2 separate regions of the Mus musculus genome follow, and region 2 is linked to region 1. Evidence: chromatin contacts called from public promoter capture Hi-C data. All regions are on one chromosome and are shown on one strand. Each heading gives the region's core, a stretch centred on a gene start, on an enhancer-like site or on the middle of the called end of the contact. The rest is flanking DNA. Distances are from core to core; before and after follow the strand shown. Region 1 overlaps App (amyloid beta (A4) precursor protein). Region 2 overlaps App (amyloid beta (A4) precursor protein).

The links. Capture Hi-C pulls out chosen DNA fragments and counts their contacts.
Region 2: a contact with region 1 is called in a promoter capture Hi-C map of liver, with 2.4 times the contacts expected there. The contact joins two enhancer-like sites. A contact is called at or near these places in 2 of 484 Hi-C or Micro-C datasets (liver and nephron progenitors), 2 of 115 datasets of contacts at active chromatin or transcription factors (extraembryonic endoderm stem cells and trophoblast stem cells) and 2 of 9 other capture datasets (adipose tissue and liver).

Annotation. Positions count from the first base shown.
Region 1 is chr16:85,016,677-85,022,759 of GRCm38.p6, reverse strand. The region is part of intron 11 of App (amyloid beta (A4) precursor protein); the gene reads left to right. Among named protein-coding and RNA genes, the nearest start is that of Gm10791, 48 kb to the right of the region's middle. Within about 2 kb of position 1,354, at least 12 of the 459 cell types and tissues checked have an H3K27ac peak or open chromatin away from gene starts, as enhancers often do. A contact at or near this core is called in liver, where this site is marked.
Region 2 is chr16:85,146,833-85,152,479 of GRCm38.p6, reverse strand. The region is part of intron 1 of App (amyloid beta (A4) precursor protein); the gene reads left to right. Among named protein-coding and RNA genes, the nearest start is that of App, 24 kb to the left of the region's middle. Within about 2 kb of position 3,584, at least 156 of the 459 cell types and tissues checked have an H3K27ac peak or open chromatin away from gene starts, as enhancers often do. A contact at or near this core is called in liver, where this site is marked.

The DNA of each region.
Region 1 (6,083 bases), core at 105-2,604:
TCGATCTACAAACTGTGTTTGGATATGCTGCTTATAACAACCACAGAGCCATAACAGGTGATGAGAAATATGACTTAAATGTGCGCTGACTATTTGAACACAAAATTAAAAGTCAAAAGGTTTTTTTCTCTTTTAAAACAGTTTAATCTTATTCTAAATGTTTGCCAAGCTTCATAGACAGATCTTCCTCAAGACCAGTGAGAAATACGTGACCAGGGGCATATGTGTCCTAGTTTTAATTAATTCAAACAGAAAATTAAGGAATAAGCTTGGAAGCTTTCCTGTTTCTCAAAATGTATTCCTTAACATGTTCCCTCCAGAGAGGAGCTGCCCTCCGGCACTTCCTTCTGGGCACGTCTTCACGGGCAGCTGTCCGCACCTGCAGTGCTGGGATGCTCTGTGGACCATTCCTGGGGTGCTAATATCTGCTTTTTTCTTTTATCTTTGAAAGTGAAAAAATTACTATGAAATTACAAGTGTTTAGATACTTAAAAACATTTTATTGCACACAAATGAAAAGTGATTGTTACCAGAGTTTGCCCTAGAGAGCAGGGAGTTGGTAAGATGGCCTCTCTCTCTTTCTCTTTCTCTCTCTCTCTTTCTCTCTCTCTCTCTCTCGCTCTCTCTCTCTCTCTCTCTCTCTCTCTCTCTCTCTCTCTCTCTCTCTCACACACACACACACACACCACTCTTAAAACCATTTCCAGGGGTACATTTGCTTGTTTAAATTTAACATGCATTCTCATCGAGTAATAATAATAAGTGTCAGAATAAGAGTGACTTGAAATAAAATATAAAATATAATCAGTTCAGTTGCAGAGAAAGTTATGATAAGGAGAATTTGTAAGCTAACTAGTATGGAAATATAAAGTTTCTGATATGTAACTTTTTTCTTTTTTTAAATGATTTTGGCTGACTATTAATATTAGTGGTAGTAACCAAGCTGTGAGAATGATTAGTGGTGTGGATGAGGGGTCTGAGGGAAACATAATTGAGAAATTTAGGCCATTTTCGTCGTTTTTGTGATAACAGTGGTAGGCTAAGGAGACTTACTAAGAAGCTATAAGAGGTTACGTTTGTTCAGGGTATTTTTTTGGATGATTGTGATAATCAAGTTAATGGGAGAAGTATTAGTGATGGTAAAATAATTTTTAGCATTGTAGAAGGTTAGGGTTTTGTACATAGTCTGTTCCATACAAACTCATCAGTTATAACTGGATTCTAAGAAGTCTTACTTTAGTTTTATTATATAAGTGTTTTTAATTAAAAAGAAAAAAAAAACAGAAAAGAACTTTCCGTTGTTTCACAACAGTGTAGGCGTTGGAAAGGAGGGAATGTAGTTTAAGCAGCCTAGGTTCATTCAACCTTGGATTGTTGCTTCATTAGAGAGCGTTTGAAGAAAGAGCAGAGGATCTCAAATGCGAATATGCAAAATTAAAACAGATTGTTGTAAGTCACCCTGAAAAAAGTCAAGAATATGTCACAGGTGGCATTTGTTGGATGGCCAGACCTCTTGGCAAACCTTTCCCGGGGTCTGTGTTGCTTTAAAACATCTTTTGTTGACTAATTCATGCTTACTCTGTAGGCTCTGCCTTCTGGGTTGTGTTATTAAGCCTGTTTATCCCCGGAGAGCTTCGGTCTGTTTGGTTTGACAAAACAAGGCTTAAAGATGCAGAAGTCCATATCAGACCTGGCCTTTCAGTGCTGTGGGGTTGGAGGGGGTTAGCTCTGTCCCCAGTGTCTGTACAGCTAACATTTAGCTGAAGGCATGGGCTTCATCGCAGAGCTGTGGGCAAGGGCTAAATCTCAGTCTAAACCGAATGTCATTGACAAAGGTCGCTGGTTTGTGGGAGAGGACTGCAATCAGTCTGTTTTCCAAAGGTTCTGGTGTTATATAAAGACCTGTGTTTAATGGCCAAGATAGCCATTTAATCTGTAACTAGGGACAAGTTACTTAACAAAGGAATTCTTCCTCCCCAGTCTGCAAATCGGGGTTAAATTTTCAACATTGTTGAAACAGCAACTAGCGTGTTTCTAGCGTTGACTGGCCATAATTCAAAACCAGAAGGATTCACTGAAGGTTGAGACAGGACTGTAGAGAGTACAAAGATGTCTTCCTTCCCAAGGGGTCTGCGAGGTGGTATGGAACACATGGAGGCTTTGGTGACTGTCCAGTTGGGAAGGTTTGCTTCTTAGTTAAAGAGGAGCCAATGGGCGATGACGTATCGGAACTCCTTGCATGTGCGACATGTCTGCTCTAGCAGTGTGAACCCTGCACAAAAGACAGATTATGCAAAACCTTTCCATGTAACACATCATTATTATCTGAACAGAAAGAAGCCTCCAAGAATAATCTATTGCCATTTTCTCTACTCAGTGGAATTTGTGTTTGACCTACCTAGATAGTTTTCTAAAGAAAAAGATTATAGATACATTTTATATCAGGCTTTAAATTTTTTCACTCAATCACTAAACTTAACTGCAAAAGAAAACCTTATTTTCTAAAATTTGCAATGTAAGTTTCCCCAATCGGTTTTGATTTGTTTCCTTGGTTTATTTTTGTTTGCGTTCATGTTCCTGGGGTCTCCTTCTGGATTTCTTCTCCTGTGACATTGAGAATATGTATACAAGGTTGATGGCAAAATCGGGAATCAAACTCAGTAGGAGACAGCACAAGGTGTAGCTCTCTCAAGTGTGTCTTTAAACCACCACACAGTTGTTTCATACAGTTCATGTCATATGCTGAATACTTTTTGTACTCTAAGATTAAGACTGCAAAAATCTGTGGCCTTATAAAAACAGGAGAAAGTTACTTTTTTTCCTGCAGAGCTAAAGTTCAAGGTTTCAGAAGCCATTAGCATGCAATTTAATGTTTCAGAAAGGGTTTTTATACTATTTAAACAGGGACAGGTCATGGTTTCCTTCCATTTTGTGGACACCAGCCTGGTATCAACATGTTATAAAGACAATGGATAGATATCTTTTGGAATTAGTGAAATGAGCCTCATTAAGAGAAAAATTGGATATATCTGGACTCTGTTAGGTATTTTCTGGGACGATTGACCACTTCAAACACCTTCTTAAATGGATGGGGATACTGAGTAAATACACCAAGTGGGTTTGGAATTTCAGTGTGGTCTATGAACATTGGGAGACTGTTTTTCTCATCTGAGAGATATTCACTTGCATGAATAAGATACAAAGGATAGTTTACAGGCCAGAAACACTGCTGAAATTATACTTGGCTCTGAGTCACGCATCAGTTTAATTAACAGTAAATTATTAGCAGCTACATTGAGCCAGGAACTATGCTGGGAGGCAGGAATAGGCCATGCCTTTGTTCCTATCTCAGAATGTGTGCATTCTGCTTTGCCGTGAGTTCTTGTCTTCTGTGCTCTCATTGTGGACGTCATCTAATCCGTTTCCTTACTGCGTATCCCTCATCTTTCCAGAAATTAATTTTTAAATGCCTCTTTTAAAAGGCAGTGTGATCCCAAGGTGAAGGAGGTGACAATTGAAAGGGCCACATCAGCTGCAGAGAGAATGCAGTTACGGGACAAAGATGCACACAGAAACAATGAAGATGATAATAAGGGGGCTGGGTATAATTGGTCCCAATGGGGCAGATCTGTTTCTTTATTCTTAACCATGAGTTTTAGATCCCACCCATTGCCAGTATAACCAAATTGCAGTATTAATACTTAACTGAAATAAGAATTTCCAAGTAAAATACACATGAACACATACATGTACACACATACAGCACATACATTGCACACACAAACAATATGCACAAACACACATACATGTCTGTATATGTGTGTATATAGAGAGATGCATATAGATGTGTGTGTGTGTATAAATATGTGTGTATATATATATGTGTGTGTGTGTGTGTGTCACTAGTTAGAGAAAATTTCAAGACTTAATGTTAATGAATATTAAATTATTTATTATCAACATATTTATAATGAGCCACTGAATTTTTGCTTGTTCTGTGAACAATTCCATTTTGAATGTGAGTAACATCAGGCTAACAGTTATTAACAACAATTACTTTAAGGCAATTTACTTGTGAGCTCTCTATATAGACACAGTAGAGATACCAGGCATTCTTTTTTTCTACCATTCTTAAGTGGACATTTTTTCTTTTTTTTAATTAGAATTTACCAAATTCATCTTTGTCCCGGCATAATCAAATGAAGATCCCTAGACAACGATGGTTGCTCATTACTCGACAATGGATTATATAGCTCTAGAAATAACTATCGTCCACCTTGGAGAATTGTGGCTGAAAGTTGTAAAGAGGGCTGTCCCTCTTTACATTTCATTTCTTTTCTTTTCTTTTCTTTTTTGAAGGAAATGCGCATGAATCATATGCCAAAGCCAAGCCGTTTTCTTTGTAACAAATGAAAACATAATAATGTGGGGAAATGCTGCTTGTTTTTTAATTCTTTATCTACACACACTGTCTGTCCTCTATGAGGTCCGGACACACACCATTTTAAGTGGTTTGTCTGCTTGTTCTCCAACGTAGAGATTGATCTATCTAACTTTTTAACTTTCTAAACACGATCCTTGCAAATTGCCAGCTCAGAGCAACCAAGCAGAAGCCAGCAGCTAGGAGCATCTTACGGTCTTCAGAGTTATCTGATGTCAGCAGGCTTTGCTCATGGGGGTCTCCAGACTCACAGGATGATGAGGTCAGAGCTCATTCTGAGCCCCCAGGGCTCACGGCGCATACAGGTCTAGGGCTGGGGGATCCTCGAGGCCTGCTGTGCTATTGCTCTGTATCAGGCTCTGGGGGATTTTCAGGGAAAGTTAGGAATATCTTTCCAAAACACACAAAGAAGTAGTGGTGTTAAGCGAGATAAGAGCTTGAAACCATGTGAACACATTCTTTCTTTAATTATCACCAGGCTTATTAGAAGATAAGGATGAATTCAGAAGGCAGACCCATGAATATCATAAAAGCCCAACTTGTACCTAATACCTTGAATCACTTTTCAGTAATCTTCTAATGAGATTGACAGGGGACGTTCCTATCTTCTATTTCTCCTTTCTGCTTCAGACCTTTAGCAAAGTACAGCCTCCTGCCAAGAGCCTAGGACCAGAAATGAGATACAGTAATCTAAATCCAGATCTTCTCCTCTGTTAAAAAGAACTGCAGTCAGAGTGCTCCACAAATTCAGTCCTGTTATCTGCCCTGGCCACAGTTTCATTTTTGCACAATTTTAGTTTCTTATGGTCATCGCTGTCTCAGAATATTAAATGGAAAATTCCAAGTGCCAGCCATAAGTTTTTAATAGCTTTTATTTCACCATATTGCTGTTGTTTTATTGGGGAGTGTTGGTGTTTTACTGACTAATTTATAAATCAGTCTTCATCATAGACATGTGTGTATAGTACCAAGCACAGTCAATGTACAATCGGTACCTGTCCCTGAGTTTACAGAACTAGGAATTCAGATGAGAACTCCCAGAACAGTTTTTCACTCTCCAGTTGCATCATTGTCAAGCCTATCTGCGCCTTGATAGAAATCTATCATGTTAAATTCTAAGATGGGCTCACATAGTGGCCAAGGGTACAGAGCTATGGAGGCAGACAGCTTTTGGGGGAACACTAAGTGTCTATGCCACCTGGACTTGTGTGTCCCTTACATCATCCCTTCAGGCCAAGCATTAACATCCAACTAGTCAACTGACGAAACTTTTTCATCCTGAAATTCCTACTCCCCTTCTCTCTCTCTCTCTCTCTCTCTCTCTCTCTCTCTCTCTCTCTCTCTCTCTCTCTCTCTCCCCCACCCCCCTGGGGACGGTTTATGTCCATTGTGTATGGCTCTGTTTGTATTCTAAGGCACAGGAACGTGGCCTGTACCCCGCATATTTCAAGTACAGAGCACCAATGCCGGGTTGGGCACCATGGATCGGAGCTCCTGATGGAGCTCCTGATAGACAGGAAGTGAGATCTAATCTGGACCTGTGGCTGTCACTTTGAAGAGAGGGATCTAGCATAATAACGGAGTATACTGAATGCAACTACTGGGTTTTGAACAGCAATTCAAGGTAGAACAGAGAAAGGGC
Region 2 (5,647 bases), core at 2,335-4,834, 130 kb before region 1:
AACATGGGTCTGCAGATCATGCAAGATCCAGATTATGAATTTGGGTCCTGACTTGGCACAGCCCAGTAGAAACGCGGCTGTAGAGGAATTATTAACTTTCTTAAGCTTCCATTTCCATATCTACAGAGTATTTGTTAATAGTGCTGTTAGGAGCCATGCTGAATTAATAAGAACTACAAAGATAACATGTGGAAGGTACTGAATGAAGGATTAACATGGCTCTTCTTGTCATTTCTTGGCCCCTTCGTAACAGCTCTTTTCTGACCTTTCTATACAGTCCTGACTGTACAGGCCAGTGCTGCGTCCCCTTTTTACAAATGCAGGGGCTGAGAAGAGCCCATTTGCCCAAGGTTCTTGTCTTCTGTTTCAGCTGCTGTCAAACAGCCGGAAGGCTTCCGTTCTAGGCGAATTCCCTCCCTGACTGTACCTGAGACCAGGTTGTTAAGATTTTCCGCAGGGCCTTTCTTTCCTTGCTTATCCATCCTTGCAGTTCTTGACCTTCTTGAACCCTACAAAACCAGCTTAGGAAGGAATCTAAAGCATGCTGGTCACAACGAGGACCATTTCCCTGTCCTTCCCTCTGATTCTCCACAGTTGACCAGGCGCCGGTGACAGCCTTGGCTGCTTGAACCAGCTAGAGAGAGCCACGGAATTCCAGGCTGCTTGCTTTCAAAGGGCTCCACTAACCCCTCTGAAAACAAAGGGTTGTTTATCACATATCAAAGCATACCGGGCAGGGATAATTGAGAGATCTTCTGATAGGTCATGTGGTTTGTAGTCTCTGCCCAGGCTTCTGGAGTGGGTGGGCCGTGCTCCTGCCTCAGGTAGCAGTGACTTCTGTCTGCCAGGATTAGTTCTGTGTGACTGTCCTGTAGGTGTGCATAGCATCCGCTCACCATCAACACTTTATATTTCTCTGCCTAGGTCCCTAGAAAATAGATTCACAAAGAAAACCGTCTTGTACTTTGTATGGTTTCAGGTGACTCTGATATTTCATGAATTCACAAAACCCGAGTTGAACACAGCACCACCTAGTCTCTGGTCTAGGAGAGGTGTTTTGTTTTTTCTTTTCTTTTCTTTTCTTTTCTTTTCTTTTCTTTTCTTTTCTTTTCTTTTCTTTTCTTTTCTTTTCTTTCCTTTCCTTTCCTTTCCTTTCCTTTCCTTTCCTTTCCTTTTCTTTTCTTTTTTTTTTTTAGAATGGAAGTATCAACCTGGGTTGGGTTAAATGTTTTCGAGACAAGCCCCAGGCTGCAGGAGGGTTTTGCTGTTTAGACTCTAGAGGAACAAGCCTTCTCTTCTCGCCATTGCTTTGCCCTGACCCTGCATGTGTCAGGCCCTATCATATGTTCGGCTGTGTGATCCTGTGACACCCACATCCTGTTGCTGGATCCAAGCGCTTTGAGGCTGTATTAACGCAGATTAATTGAACAGTTGCCCTGTGAAAACAGATGCCCTTCGCCGCTCGTTTCTAATAAATTGTCAAGCCATTTAAAAGACTTCCCCTTGAAGAAGTCATATCTCCCCGAGAAGCTGAAGCAAAAGTGGAATGTTTATGTCCCAAATTAGTGTGCTATATTTAAAACCAGTGGCCTCGGCCTGACCAGGACATAATCCTTCGCCGCTTAATGAAACTGCCATCCTGTCCCTCTGTATTATATAGTGAAGTTGGTTCTACTTTCTGTATTCCAAACCAGAAAGCCGTTGTAAAGAACTAGCCAGAATAAGACATTAGTCTTCAGCTATTTGATGTTTTCTTTATAAATTAAAATTATAACTGACTTTGAAATAGGAAGCTAAGCCTGGCCTCCCCTGAACCAAAAACTGAAATTTTAGTAACATTTTGCTTACGGGATATTGTAATAAAATGCTCTTTGCTTAAGATAAAGGTATTTGTCCAGTGACATTCTGAGTTACAGAAAATTGAGAATGTATTATAGATAATGTACTATGAAACCAGAAGAACATTCTCTCTAGTTGACAAAGATATGCACAATACAAAGATCCAGGTATTGATCTGATGCTGTTCAGAGATCGAGAAAGGCCGAGAGCAAATCCTATTTCAAAGTGCAATTCAAGTAAAATTAGATTCAGTGAGACTATATCATTTACCCACCCTTGTAGTAAATAATAAGGTAGAGGTGCGAGTCTAAGCTGTTACCTAAAGGAAGTGAAATGACCCAGAGAGATGAGCATCCCATGACCTCCCAAATGGAATCGAAGCAGTTGAACTTGCAAGAGTAGACACTAGATGCCAGTGGATGGGGTAAATGGGAGATGTTGTTCAAAGGGTAGGAATTCGCAGTTAGACATGGGTACATCATAGAGAGCTGGAGTATAGATATTGTCACTGTAGTTAATAATAAGTGTTATATTCTTGAAATAGGTTTTAAGTGTTCACACACATATAGAACAGTATGTGTGGTGATAGGTAACTTCATTAGTTAATTGTTATTTAATTACTTAAAATTATATATATGTGTATATATATATGTATGTATATATATGTGTGTGTATATATATATATATATATATATATATATATATATATATATATCAAAACATTATCTCGTGCATGTTGGATAAGATAACTTTTATTTGCTACTTCTTTTTCACAAACCCACCTTGCACTTCATTTGTAAAGAGAAGTGAAGTCCCTAACCTGGAGGGTTACAGTAAGAATATCGTGTAGGCTTCAGTAAGCATTTGTCATTACTGATGCTGCTGTAAGCCAGTGCTCATGACTGGCTCCTCTCCCCTTCCTCTGCCAGATGTTCTCAGTGGCTCTCTGTTGATGCATGCAGCTGTGTTTCTGAGGGACACCATGGAATGTCCTTAACCCTCTGTCTTCAGGATCAGTGTTTATCCCACAGTAAAAGAAACAAATCACCATCAAGGTTGCTTTGTAGCAACATACAAACCCCCAAAGCTCACATAATGACTATGTGACACCATATGAATGGACACCATAGCCACCATGTAACGGCTGATGACAGATACTTTCTCCCCGTTTTAGTAACACTCTGCTGCTTTTCTGTCCCATCAGAGTTCCATGTCTTTGTATTATGTGTTTATTAGATCCTAGGCATGATGTATGCAGTACTGGTTGCCATCAAAATAGATTGTAGAGTTTAATGGGAAGTCTAGGAGTTGACATCCGTACCCTACATAAAACCAACCAACCAACCTTTTAACCTTGCTGATTAGCTATCATTGAGTAATAGATTTCCCACCTGGACCACCACTTATACTCTACTAATTCTAATCCAGATTCTGTAGCTCTGTTGTCTGTCTAAATCTGAATTCTTTTCTCTTGACTCCATCTGTTTTGTCAGAGCCTAGTGTAGAAGCGGTGGACTTTGAGCCTTACATGGACCCAGGCCAACAGTTCTTCTCCCCACATCCGGAGACCAGGCTTTGCCTTTTACAAGAAGGAAACTGCCTCTCTGTTCCCAAGACAAAGCTCCCTCGACTATAGTTGCTGCATGTTTGGCTCAGAGGTTTGCACAGTCTATGTGTATAGGCAGGCCATGGCCTTGCTGGGCCTGCTGGAAGATGGCTAGCTCTCGCTGGCTAATAGTTGACTCACTCACCGTGGGATGGAAGCTCTGGCCTGGACCAGACTCTGGTCAGTGTCTGTTGATCTCAGGGAACATTCCACAGCTGCTGATGTAACTCAAATGACTGGAGCCAACTCTTCTGGACCGGTTAGAGGGCTTGCCTGGACCAGTTAGATGACTGGCTGTCACTCAGTTTATCTGGGGGAATTCTGTGAAGTGAGTGTTACTTTCAGTTCCTCCATGGTAAGGGGAACTTCTCTCCTCTTATCTTCTTTTTGCAAAGTGTGTTTTTTATAAAACCAAAGTAGCATCTTTGGGACTGTGGTGGTGCCCCGATTCCCGATTGGGAAGCCTTGGGAAGAGGCTGCAGAAGGATCCAGAGTTCAAAACAGACTCAGCTACAGATGTTCCAGGCCAGGCCAGGTGACATGAAACGGTGTCTCAAGAACCCTCAAAATAAAATCATCAAAAATAGAGATGGAGTTTATAAACGATGTGGCTACTATTTCATTTGGTACCCTATTCAACATGATCCTCACAGTGCTTATAACTCCTTTTGCTTGAACTTTTTTTTTTTCTCCTGAGCTGGGGCTCAGACCAGAGCCTTGTGTACTAAGTAAAAAGTACTGTACCAGTGAGAGCTATCCCAAGACTGAAATATCTTTTTATTGAGAGATTCCTCATGAAATGCATACTGAGGCTTTTGTTTGTTTGCTTGTTTTTCTAAATGTGATTGCAGAACCAGATAATTTGTGAGACTGCCCATGGTATGAAAAGATTAGTTTTCCTAGTCTGGGTGTGGGCCAAGACCTATTGTTGTTTCTGATGCAAACCCAAGACCAAGGACTGCGGTTGCAAACTTACTTATATGACTGCCATGTTCCTAAAAAAGATTTTTAGAAACTTAAATTAAAAAAGCTTCAAGCAGCCCAGGCACAGTGGGCACACCTGTCACCCCAGTACCTGGAAAGTCAAAATCAGGAGTTCCAGGTCATCCTCTGCTAGGTACAAAATTCCAGAGAACCCTGGGCTAGCTACCTGAGACTGTTTTAAAACCTGCAACAAACAAACACAAACAAACAAACAAACAAAAAACTCTCACATAAAAATTAGACCAATAGAATTAGGAAAACAGGCCACTAGATACCAACATACATTTTGTTACTAATTTTAAAACTATCCCTTAGATGCACAGAAGTACTTATCAGATAACTGCAGCTTAGGGGTCGCCCGAGTTTACTAGGAAGCCATCTGTTTATGGGACAAACATGTATCTGCTGTCATCAGGAAGGTCACTGGGGTAGCTGTGACTCAGATCCACTAAGGGAAGGGACAGAAATAGGACTCCTATCTTTTGTATCTCTGGGATGGTGACCAGAGAGGTTTATGTTGTTGCTATGTAGGCCCTTTTTAAAAACTCCAAGCTGTAAATACTGAATTTTAGAAGCACATCGTCATGGCTTTAGAAAAACAACGGTCTAGGATTTCCGAAGGAGCTTGTGGCTCCTGCAGCTATTCCTGATTTGGTGTTAAGTTTCTGTTCTTACCAGGTATCCTGACCTCCAGTGTGGGCTTCTTTCAGAACACTTCAATTAAAAATGTAATTATTAGTGTGGCATTCGTGAGAACATGCCCTGGTAGAGCTTTAGGGATGAGAAGACAACGTTTGAAAATTGATTGTCTCCTTCTGACATGTTATCCCAGGTTGGAACTCATGTTCCCATGCAGCTCAGGTTACTAGGGGTGTTGCTAAGTACTTTCACCTGAGTTATCTTCCCTGCCACCAATCAGAACTCTTAGCAGTCAAAATAAAAGGGGGAAAAAGGGTTTCATTTAGTTTTTAAAAGTCATTGTGTTTTTTTCAAGAAAAATAGAGATTAGATTAAAAAAACACATTATAAAGTAAATTTTAAAGCCCTCTTTGTTTTTATTGAAACTTGTATCAATTTCTTTATTTGGCTTACCTTGGGACACCAGGAAAAGAGCCAAGGTTTCCTAGAACACAGCTTGAAATCCAGTGTTCCAAAGGCCCCCTAGTCTGTGCTTTCATTTTGGAGCACCATTTTTTAAAAAAATAAACCCAGATTTGA